Regions from separate parts of the Gossypium hirsutum genome. Here region 2 is linked to region 1. The links are chromatin contacts, called in public Hi-C maps. All regions are on one chromosome and are shown on one strand. Each heading gives the region's core, a stretch centred on a gene start, on an enhancer-like site or on the middle of the called end of the contact. The rest is flanking DNA. Distances are from core to core; before and after follow the strand shown.

What was found. Hi-C and Micro-C count contacts between places; a contact is called where the count stands out from the background.
Region 2: a contact with region 1 is called in a Hi-C map of leaf, with 2.5 times the contacts expected there. The contact joins the promoter of LOC107957355 here to the promoter of LOC107957351 in region 1. A contact is called at or near these places in 5 of 34 Hi-C or Micro-C datasets (hypocotyl and leaf).

Annotation. Positions count from the first base shown.
Region 1 is chrA05:44,614,945-44,618,075 of Gossypium_hirsutum_v2.1, forward strand. It overlaps LOC107957351 (probable methyltransferase PMT2), which reads right to left and starts at 1,406. Exons shown (of 7, transcript XM_041112441.1): 1 at 1,053-1,406; 2 at 230-891; 3 at 1-120. The coding sequence starts at 874.
Region 2 is chrA05:45,002,437-45,005,380 of Gossypium_hirsutum_v2.1, forward strand. LOC107957355 (phosphate transporter PHO1 homolog 3) reads left to right here and starts at 1,426. Exons shown (of 8, transcript XM_016892865.2): 1 at 1,426-2,014; 2 at 2,097-2,430; 3 at 2,509-2,759. The coding sequence starts at 1,426.

The sequences.
Region 1 (3,131 bases), core at 156-2,655:
AATAACAGCAGGAACACCTCTTTCAAGGGCAAACTGAACCTGTGCTTCATGTGAATCTCTTGGCGCAAATGACATGGTAAGGACGTTTCTACTCCACAAATATGCCCCCCAACTCGCAACCTATATAAAGGAACCAATTTTTAAGATTTATACACCTAAAACAGATCCTCAAAGCTACAAATCAATAGATCATCTGAAAAACTTTGAAGAACATGACAGTATGACATACCCCACAACCGGTATCAAGTGCAGTCCTTACAGTCCCGTTCGTAATCGGGATCACAGCAGCAAGCTGATCAATATACTTATCCGCACCTTGTGGGAACTGCGTTCCTCCACCAGGGAACCTGAATACATTACCCTCATATTGGATCCAGTTCTGAATAGCCTTCTCTACCGTCAAGGCCTTATAGGGAGCATTAGCATAAGGCACATAGTCCCTACTCTTAGGCCAAGGAAACGGGGTCACGTATCCTTTAGGTGCCGGGACAAGACAATGCAACTTCTCTTCCTCCCTGGGACAATGCCTCTCCCGATAGATCATGTTGTCCCTGGGGAAAGTCATGGCACGCTTTTGATCTTGGCAAGGCGTGTAATCAACGTAACGAGGAGGGCAGGGCTGAAAAGACTTGATCTTTTCGGATTCACCGACGTTCCCCACTTCGCCGGCGTGATGGGTTTCGAAGTTCAACGACGGGATGATGTTACAATCGGCGCCGTGTTTGGTTATCTCTAGAGCTATGCTATCCCCTTTGCCGAAACCACTTCGTTGCCATGCTCCTAATATGTAGAAAAAACAACATAATCCAAAAACGATAAATATCTGCACCCAACTCCTTGTTCTACCATCCGCTGAATTCGGTTTCAGTGCCATTTTTTTAAAATAGTAACCTGCAAAATCATAAGCATCCAATGATGGGGACCAAAGATCAGTGGACTTAAACTAGCTAAGAGCTGATTTGAGTAAAAATTGAAAAAAAAAGAATCTTTAAATCAGAAGGAAAAATATAAACCCATGATGGAAGGAAGGAAAGAAGTGTCAGATGAGTTACCAATCGCATGAATAGATGAAATCAGCGGGTGAAGATCTCAAAGAAAAGAGAATTAAATGATGGAAGGGAGATTTTCAGAGCTTGGAAGGGAAGGAAAGGGAGAGACGTGTCAATAAAACACTGAAAAGTTTTTAAGAAAAAAAAAACCTGCTTTCCTCCAAAAGAAATCTTCGATAATATTAAACTCGAAGAAGAACGATCACCATGAAAACAAGGTTTAAAGAGAAAAGGGTTTTAATTATATAAATAGGGATTGATTGGGATAAAAGAATCCCAAATTTCGACTCTATCTTTTGTCTTTCAATTTGTCGTGAATCCTAGTTTTGGGTTTATAAATACAATCTAAGTCTCCTAATTACAAGAAACACAGAGATCTCGCTTTATTTTTAATCTTCCTTATGTTTTAGTTTAAATATAACCTCAGTCCCTGTATTCTTCAACTTTTTACAATTTAGTCTCTATTATTTCATTTTAAAATATAATCATTATTTGAATTGAAAACCGAAGTCCAATCCATGATATTATTAATAGGTACATATGATATTTAAAAAAAATTTATAAACCAACTAATAGTATTAAAGACATAAAGTGATTAAAGTTCAAAAAATTACAGGGACTGAGAGAACATTTAGACCTTATATTTTGGTGTTATTAAAAAAGACCGGGGTCGATTCGTTCGGTTCGGTTCCGGTGTTAATAAAAACGGTGCGCTAATACGCATTGGGAGAAGAGAGAGCAAAGGGGGACCCACGCGCTAAGAAAGAAAGGTTAGGAATTGATAAGGAAAAAAAGAAAAAAAAGGTGAAGGGGTGGGTCCCATGCCCCCATACGGATCCAGATTTACGTTTAAAGAGGCGGTGATTGATAATCAAGTTGCACATCAACTAATATGGAGCGTAGGATGGGAAATCATAAAATCAAATGGTGGTTAATGTAAATGATCATAAAATATCTGTATCAGACAACTTGTATATTGATACAGAAAGCTATTGAGGTTAAACTGCTTTGATTTGGTTTGTTGAAGGCCTAAGTTCGGACAATGATTTCCTTTTTCTTGTTCTTTTTTTTTTAACACACATAACCGAGTAAAGGTAGCATAAATACAAGGGGTTAGAAGTGTTATTATCCCTTTTAACCAGGACGGCCTAAATCCTGCCTCTCTGTCCCCTTTTTTATCATTTTATTCTCTTTTTTAATACCATGTCGGTGTTTTTACAAAAGAAATATCTAATGGAGGGTTAAATTATTTTATTTATTTTTTATTTTTTAAAATAAATAAAAGTACGTTCTTTTATAAAAAAATATTAATTTAAAAAATAGAATTGTTAAACTTAACAAGTAACGTCGAAAGTTGATAAATATTTTATAGAAATATATTAAAAAGATATTGAAAAATTCATAGTAAAATTTTAAAGCTGATTGTAAAATAAAAAAAATACATTATTTACCAAATATTAACCCTTAAATTAATAGTTTATTATTAAATAACTAATTTTTAATTAATTTCTCAATAGTATTTAATATACATTTGTAATTAACTCAGAATTTCTTAGATTCTAGTTGTAAGATCCAAATAAACAAACATATAAATATATAAAAGTTGAAAAATTAAATATCAACTTCTCTTGGGAAAAAAATAAAAATAATAATGAATTAACTTCCATCCATAACATTAATTAATGTAAAATTGTTTAAAAGATTGTGCTTATCCAAAACATTTGAAAACTCTCTAAAAAAAAACTCACATTATCTTTTTAGAGATAATGAATGAGATATGGAAGAGTAGTTATTAAATCACATAAAACTTTTTTTGAATGAGATATGGATGAGTAGTTACTATCAAACTCTCTCACACCCTATTTAATCTCCCAAAGTTAAAAAATTCCATAAATAATTATCCTAAACATATAAAGTTATTTAATTTTACATTATAAAATTAAGGACCACTAATATATTTAAAATATTTATTTAATAAATAAATATTCTAGCATTCTCCCATTCACCCGAATTTTATAACAATATTCTCAATAGTAGTATTATACATGATATATTTAAGTAGAAGAATAGATTCACACGAAT
Region 2 (2,944 bases), core at 176-2,675, 390 kb after region 1:
AAAAATAGAATTAAAAGTTTTGATTGAGTTTTCGAAAATTAAAAATAATAGAAATAAATAAAGTTGAGGAAATTGTGTTCTTATAAAGAGATTCTAGCCACCAGTTGTCTCGATCTGCCTTGGATTCAATCTTCAGCTTTTAGGTGATCATTCTGAAATAGAATAAGCCAGTTATATTGGAAGAGGACGCCTACGACCACCAACTCCAAGAATTTAGACTTACAATTTTAGCAAAACTTGACTCTAGCCAACAATCGCTTCTGTGGGATTATCTTATGTTAAATCATCACTTCTCAATGACAAATCCTACGCCATTTTGTCTCTTGGGCTTGCAAACCTTCGACACATTAAGCTAACGAACCAACTATACAACCTTCTCAAAATATACAAAGCGGCCACCTTTGCACATGTTGAAAAGATCATCTTTTAAGGGATATGGATGGAAACGTCATCCCCGTAATACGGAGTAGCGATGAATATTCGTTGAGAAGGCTAAGTACGGGTTCTAAGCCTCAAGAACCTTTTTTGGGGAATTTTGACAATATTCGGCTAAATAGATTTAGTGGCTCGTAATTTTTTTGGGAAAAAAAGAGACTAAACTTGATGGGGAGAGAGTATTTACAGAAAAAAAAGGATGTGAAACTTGTGTTACTCCATCCCCTATTTAGAAAAGATAGTCTAGTCCTACTTAAATTCTAAAAAATAAATACAAATAATTAAATATAAATAAAGATAAATAAAAATAAATTCTAAAAATCTAACTAATAATCCTTAATAATTATCCTAATATAATTGGAATTAAAATAGAGTCTTGTGATAAAATTTCTTCTTTTGCACTTTAGCTCTTATGTTGTCCATGCTTGCATTTTTTGCACCACCTTTTTCCTTATGTTGCATGTTGGCCCATTTTATCTTTAAATTCGTGATTTTTTCACTTAAATTTCTTTTTACCTCTAATTTAGTCTCTAAAAAATAAAACTATAAATAGCTTAAACTAGTAGGATAGTACTCAAAATAAATATATAACTAATACATACAAATATGTGATTTTAGAGTATTCTATGTTTGGCGTGGCTTCTTGCAAGTGGTGTTTTTATTTCAACTTCCGCGTCGGACTTGCATTCTTCTGATATCTGACAGCTTTGTTGCTTTTATAAGTATTACTATGGCTCACACTACCACTCAAAAACATGCATGGGTAAAAGGTATTCACACCTTTTCCTCCAATATATTGGATATTTTCGACCCATCCCTTTCGTTTCCCTTCCCACAATTACCATATTATTTAAGCTTTACACCTAATGGACCCTGCTCCCCTCATCAAATTGGCCCTTTAATTCTTAACTCAACTTGCTCTGGGGGTTTTTAAGAGGCTTACAAAAGCTGTTAGCATTACAGTGTTTTATCTGTATTGACAAGGGGAAGATGAAGTTCGGGAAGGAATTCGCGTCGCAGATGGTGCCGGAATGGCAAAATGCGTACATGGATTATGAATACTTGAAGACTCTTTTAAAAGAAATCCAACGTTTCAAGCATAGGACGAAGCCACCGTCTACTGGTTTAAAACGAAAACTTACACTTTATAGAGCTTTCAGTGGGCTAACGCAGAAGAACCACCACAACCCCACCAGCCCTTCTTCTGCATCACCCGATATCGAAAGCCAACCCATTCTGGTAAACTCCGTCGAACGGAACGGTTCTGAAAGTTACGAAACCACGTTCCTTATGTCGTCGGATGAGGGGGGAGAGTATGAGCTGGTTTACTTTAGAAGGCTTGATGATGAGCTGAACAAAGTGAACAAATTTTATAAGGATAAGGTGGAGGAAGTGATGAAAGAAGCAAATGTTTTGAACAAACAAATGGATGCTTTGATTGCTTTTAGGATCAAAGTTGAGAATCCCCCGGTGAATTTCGATAGGTCCGTCGAGATGACTCGTCTTGCTTCCGACATTGCTGTTTCCACTGCATCACTGTCGGTTCCTACTACTCCATCTGGGGGTAGATCAAAGAGCAGTAAGTTGCAACTTACAATTATATTTATATCGAGAATTATCGTAAAAATAATTAATTGAACTTCAACCTGTTTGATGTGCAGAAAGAGCTGCTCACTTGGAAGCCATTGAAGAAAGCATCCATGGACAAACTGAAGATGATAAAGATGATGAGAAAGAGATGGAAACTCCAGTTCAGGAGCCAAAACCGCCGAAACCCAAAATCAAGGGGGTGAAGCCCGCACCGCTAGAAGTACTAGATCGGGTGAAGATGAACAACACTCTCGAAACTCCTCGTTCCACCATTAAAGGTGTTCTGCAGGTTCCAAAACAGGCGGAGATGAGTTTCAGTAGGGAAAATCTAAGAAAAGTTGAAGATCAACTCAAGCGGGCTTTCGTTGAATTTTACCAAAAGCTTCGCCTGCTTAAAAGTTACAGGTACATAACTGGCCAGGCTTAATTTATTTCATCGTTAGGTCTTATTACTCAGTTTTTGTTTTTCCTGGAACTCAACAGCTTTTTGAATACCTTGGCATTCTCCAAAATCATGAAGAAGTATGATAAGATCACATCGAGAAGTGCATCGAGATCTTACATGAAAATGGTGGATAACTCCAACCTTGGTAGCTCTGATGATATTACAAAGCTGATGGAGAGAGTTGAAGCTACATTCATCAAGCATTTTTCCAATGCCAATCGTACTAAAGGGATGAATATCTTAAGACCCAAAGCCAAAAGAGACAGGCATAGGGTAACTTTTTCAACTGGTAAGATTTCTGTTGTTGTTGAAAGTGGCTTTTTTCTTAATAAAAATAATATAAAAAATTAATTAATTATAAAAATGGGATGGGAGAAAATTATTTACAAAAATTTTGTGTTGCATAACACACTTGCAGCACAGCACCTTTCAATTTTTCAGTAAATCATTACAATTTTTTTTATTAATGCCGCT